Linked DNA regions of Mus musculus: region 2 is linked to region 1. Evidence: chromatin contacts called from public HiChIP or PLAC-seq data. All regions are on one chromosome and are shown on one strand. The core of a region is the stretch at or near the end of the contact, and the rest is flanking DNA. Distances in the headings are between cores, read along the strand shown.

Region 1 (2,700 bases), core at 60-2,559:
AGGAGGCTTGCTGGAGCTTGCTGGCTGCCAGTCTTGTTAAAATGGCAAGCTCCAGGTTTGATGAGAGAGCCCTGTCTCAAGTCAACGAAGTGGAGAGCGATGGAGTAGGACACTCTACATCCTCCTCCGGCTTCCCCGTGGGCATGTGCACCTGTACACACACATGCATATACCACACACACACACACACACACACACACACACACACACACACACACACACGCTAACGTCAATGGCACAGATCTGTTGTAACCTTTAAGCTACCAAGGGATCTCTTGTTTATCTGAAGGATGAGGTAATGGAAGTGGAATTGCTGAACAATAAGTAGATGTCTACATTCTGACATGGATTCACACATCCGGGTGCTTCTTGTCTTCAGTCAGGCCCACCTGTGCTGTAAACTGCAAGTGACACATCATAGGTGTGCTATAGGCCACCAGGATGCACAGTGAGACTCTGGAAGCCTTCACAGTCAGTCACCTGCACCAAGTGCTGCTCTCCACTTGATCTCTGCTTCTCTCGTTTAAGCTTCTAATCATTCAATAAACACTTGTAGTGTTTTTGGTTGTTGTTGTTTTTAACCAAATACAGTTTGAGACAGCATGCTGATACTTGATGCATCTATCCACTGTTGTAGTTGACATTCCTTTTTTTTTTTGATTAGATGTTTTCTTTATTTAGATTTCAAATGCTATCCCTAAAGTTCCCTATACCCTCCCTCCGCCCTGTAGGTGACATTCTTAGATACATGGAATTTTCATAATAATCGCAGTTTAAACACAGAGAGAATCTAACCTTCTTATATTGCTTATAATCTTAAGCACAAAGTGTAATCTTCTCTTTTTTTCTTTCTTTTAAATGAGAGAAGAATATTTGAACTCTTTAGTATATTAGCTTTTTATTTTGAGTATCACGAAGAAGCTAATTCTTAGAAGCCAATTATAGTTCTGTTAAGAGAGAGTAATGGGGGGCTGGAGAGAAGGCTCAGAGGTTAAGAGCACAGGCTGGCCAGGCATGGTGGCGCACGCCTTTAATCCCAGGACTTGGGAGGCAGAGGCAGGTGGATCTCTGAGTTCGAGGCCAGCCTGGTCTACAGAGTGAGTTCCAGGACAGCCAGGGCTACACAGAGAAACCCTGTTCTGCATTATAGATTCCAGGGAAGACACACAGAGTATAAGTGTGTAAGTAAGAAAACGATGACAACCATATAGGGAAAAGAAGAAACCGAGGAGGGCTTTACAATTGGGGATGGGAGGCAGGGAGAGCACCCAGGAGGAAGTCTTGTCTCTCTGGATGATTTTGCTTTTTCTCAGACGTCAGGGGGAAGTGAGAGTTTGAAGCCGAGTGTGAAGGAACCAGATTGAGCGTGTGAGTTAGAGTGGGTGGAGAGAGAGAGAGAGAGAGAGAGAAAGAGAGAGAGAGAGAGAGAGAGAGAGAGCGAGCACTCTGCTCATAAAGAAACTTATGGGGGAGACCAGGAAGTTTCTATGAGCAGCTGGTCTCTGCAATGTTTGTATTTCTTTAGATGCCCATGCTGGGAGCTGGCAGATTTCACCTATAAAGGGCCAAGTGATAACAGTAAGCTAACTGAGGTTTCTGGGCAGAATGGTCTCTGTCATAGCTTTGTCGCTTTCCCACAGTAGCCTGAAAGCAGCCACGAGTGCTAGCTACATCAGTGTCTGGACTCTAGGAAGCTTGTTTATAAGACGAGCTGGTATGTTGGCATTCCTTTGCTGGCCCCTGGCTTGAAGGATGGTTTGCTTATTATTTTCCTAGTGTTCATTAGGTAGTTGAGCAAGTGAGGAAGTATAGTCTGTACAGTAGTCCCTGGCCTTGAGCTGCTTATAAGCATTAAGGAAAGATAAGTATATACACTTACGGTACTGCCAACCAACATTAAGAGACACTATGTAATTAGACGCTGGTACAATAGACAGAAACAGGAAGTGCGATGGGCTAGTTGCTCATCTGCTTGGCATCTGGGTGTTTAGAAAGAGATTTAAAGGCTACATAAGGATGGCAGGATTTGACAGAATCACAACACGCAGGAGGGTAGAATTGGTTGAATATTACTACTGAGTTCAACCTGCTCATTTCCTAAGTGAGCAACCCAGGATCCTGTTGACTTCCCAACAGGTTGGGTAAGAACATGCCTTCTCTTTTCAAAATCTTTGTCCAGTTCTTTTCCTGACTTTTTCTGCTTGATCCACCCAGGGATGTTTATGTACGTATGTTTGTGTATATGTTTTATATTGTTAGGGGTGAGAGAATGGGGTCGCTCCAGGTTATCGATTGCATTTAGGATGTCAAAAGACTGGGACCAGGGTGATCGTGTCTGCTACTTGGACTGATGTGGAGAGAAGAGAAGCTAGGTGAGGGGTATGGGAGGGAAGAAGCAGTTGTGCACAATAGAAAACTATACCCTGACCTATATACATGCAAGAAAGCAGTCAATGAAGTCTTGGTGGGAAGACCCTCTGAAGTAAGACATACCCATCCTGTTGGTTGCGTGCCTAGCCTTTAATGGCTAAGCCAGCTCTGTAGAATATGCTCATTCTGTTGAAGAACTCTGAATTGTTAGAGTGAGACAGTTTGTATGTTAAAACAGACAGGTCTTGGTGATGTAACAGAAGTTAGTAAAAGAGAAATCACAGAGCAACATGGTTGGCTTTTTTTCCCTTTGCATACACAAAACCAACT
Region 2 (2,700 bases), core at 89-2,588, 500 kb after region 1:
AGACAGTAGAGCAGGCCATTAATCATCTACTGGAGGCTTCAAATGTCAGAATTGTATAGCAGAGTCAACAGCAATTAGATGTAAGCCGCATAGGGACATTCTAGCAGGCATAAGCTTTTAAAAGTAGAGTCAGTGAGACGACTCAGTGGGTGAGGGCCTTCACCACCAAGCCTGACCAATGAGTTTGATTCCCAGGACCCAGATGGTGGAAAAAGAACTGACTCTCACAAGTTGTTCTCTGACGCACACACAAGCACACACACACACACACACACACACACACACACAAAATGTGGCATGTTCATATGCCTCCCCCAGTTATTCAGTGTGATATATGTAAATATAACACCCTACAAGATCTTCTCATACTTAAAAGGAAATAAAAATAAAAAGTAGAAAGTACTAAAATTGGTTTTAATAGTATATTATACTGAGCTCTAAAACATCTGTCATATTTCAGCAAATCAATATTAAAAGTAGTGAGTAAGACATTTAACATATACCCGTGGAGTCTTCAAAGCTTCAATATATATTTTTAATGTCTCAATTTAGGTGCTATATTTTTCTTGTAACATCTCATCCAACTTTCGTAAAATCTATCATTGAAAAACTTGAGCACCAAGCCCACACACACTTCACCATTTTCTGCCGATGCTCGTTGATGCGTGGAGCAGATTTCCTTCCAGCCAGGCCTTTCTTTTTGTTGCCTCTCATTGAGTGGCAGCATTGTCCAGGCCATTGCTCCTCGCTGGATGTGATCATGGGTAAAGTCCTCAGGGCTGGGACTGTGGGCTCTCAAAAATCAACTTAATCAGGAGAGCTCTTACTTTGATCTTGATCAGCTGTGCCAGTGTGTGTTGGTGGGCTGACAGGCAGGGCATGTTAACACTGCAAACCACAAAAGCAAAATGCAAGCAGTTGTCTGTCCCCTAAGTGTCCCCTCCGGGTCACTCCTCTGGGCATCTGATTTTATCAAGGCGACAGCGGCTCCTATAGAGAACACTCTGGCAAGACTTTCAGACTAAAGGACTGGCTGGGGCTTTCTGTAAAACCTTGAGGAAGAGTGGTTGAGTCAACTCCTGTGAAGACAGCTGAGTATTCCAGCTGGCTCCAGTCTGAGCCCTGGGGCTACGCCTTCTCATACTCTCCAGGGGTGGGCATGGTTAAACCGGGTGGAACCTCGGATTCTCTTCTTCTTTTTGTTGCTGTTTTGATCCGGAGCTGGAAGCGACAGTTCTAGTTCCCTTCTCTTGAGGTCCCAATCTGGATCCCGCTCGTCAAGCAACAGCCCTCTCTGGCGGTGGTCCCTGCATTCCGGTTCTGCTCTGCAAAGAAAGCGCAGCAGGCGAGGGCGGGAGGAGGAGCCTGGCCAGGATTGGCCGGGACCTCTCTTCCCGAGGGCCACACACAGCGCAGGCTGTTCACAGTTTAATTGAGAAGGAAGGAGTTCACACAGGTCCAAGAGCACACTTTAGATTCTAAAGATTAGAAGTTCTCTGATATCAGAGAAACTACCTGAAGACAGGAAAAGCTAGCATGTGGCCATGGGGCACCTGGGTGTGATGAATCTCAGACTCAAAGACAACTGGAAGGAGGGGTTGTTCATTCTTAAAATGCTCAAATTTCCAGAACAATCTTCATGTTATAAGGAAGAAATGATGTTGCATTTTTTTATTCTCCTGATTATAAAAGGAACACATGTACATTCTTAAACATTTTAAAGTATAGCCAGGTAAGTGTGCAAATCCAGGACCTAGGAGAGTTTGCTGCAGGTTCAAGGCCCGCCTCTGATATATAGTGAGCTCCGGCTAGCCTGGGCTACAGAGAGGAAACCTTGTCTCAATCAATCAATGAATCAAATAAATTTAAAGTGCCGAAGCATGAGGAAGACAATGCTAATTGAATGCATTGTATGTATAAGTAAATTAGTTAGGAATAGCCTAGGGGCTCACCTCCTCACAATGTAAACTGTGAAGATGGCCTCTGATCTCCTTGCCTAGAGTAGTTACAAAACCTCTAGCCCCACTACAGGACACCCACGGCCGCATCTTGTATCCTATGAGCAACTTTACTGGACTGCCTGTTTCAGCTCATCCATCCTATGATGAGTTCATTGTTGGCTTCTTCCCCCACTACGTTCCCCCACCTGACCGATTTAGGCTGTGATCACCTGATTGGCCAGGGCCTTCATGCTTGCACACTCCCTCCACGTCTTCTCTCGAACACCATACCTATGCACACTTTCAACGCGGTAGCTATACCCTCATCAATGGGTTTTCTCTCTCGTCCATCTGATGGCTCTTTGCACAACCACAATAATTACACCTTCATCCATAAATCATCCCTCTGAATTCTCTAATATCAGAAGGAAAAGAGTTCCTGGTGGGAGGTGGCAAGTAGATGTGAATTCACAGGGAATGCAGCTGACTAAAGTTTCCGTCTGCTTAGCATTGTCTGCCCACTTTCCCTGACAGTACCCACTCTGTTAGTTATGCTCAGGCCAAATGTCACGTGCCTCAATGAGGAAGGGTTAAGATTAATGGGTGTCATGGGCAGGGGTGGGTGCGGGGATGGGGTAGGGATCAATAGAAAGCCAAGGACAAGACTGGAATTTCAGCATTTGAAAGGCTCACAAGGATAAATACTGAGGAACTGGGCAAGGGGTACCTGCTTGTAATCCTAGCACTTGGGAGACTGAGG

The links. HiChIP or PLAC-seq counts read pairs in DNA pulled down with a chosen protein or histone mark.
Region 2: a contact with region 1 is called in an H3K4me3 HiChIP or PLAC-seq map of bone marrow-derived macrophages, with 6 times the contacts expected there. The contact joins two enhancer-like sites. A contact is called at or near these places in 3 of 115 datasets of contacts at active chromatin or transcription factors (bone marrow-derived dendritic cells, bone marrow-derived macrophages and embryonic stem cells).

What each region holds. Positions count from the first base shown.
Region 1 is chr17:43,031,347-43,034,046 of GRCm38.p6, forward strand. The region is part of intron 1 of Tnfrsf21 (tumor necrosis factor receptor superfamily, member 21); the gene reads left to right. Among named protein-coding and RNA genes, the nearest start is that of Tnfrsf21, 16 kb to the left of the region's middle. Within about 2 kb of position 1,310, at least 42 of the 459 cell types and tissues checked have an H3K27ac peak or open chromatin away from gene starts, as enhancers often do. A contact at or near this core is called in bone marrow-derived dendritic cells and bone marrow-derived macrophages, where this site is marked.
Region 2 is chr17:43,533,778-43,536,477 of GRCm38.p6, forward strand. Ankrd66 (ankyrin repeat domain 66) reads right to left here. Exons shown (of 3, transcript NM_001254953.1): 3 at 397-1,325. The coding sequence ends at 1,139. Among named protein-coding and RNA genes, the nearest start is that of Ankrd66, 8.5 kb to the right of the region's middle. Within about 2 kb of position 1,339, at least 126 of the 459 cell types and tissues checked have an H3K27ac peak or open chromatin away from gene starts, as enhancers often do. A contact at or near this core is called in bone marrow-derived dendritic cells and bone marrow-derived macrophages, where this site is marked.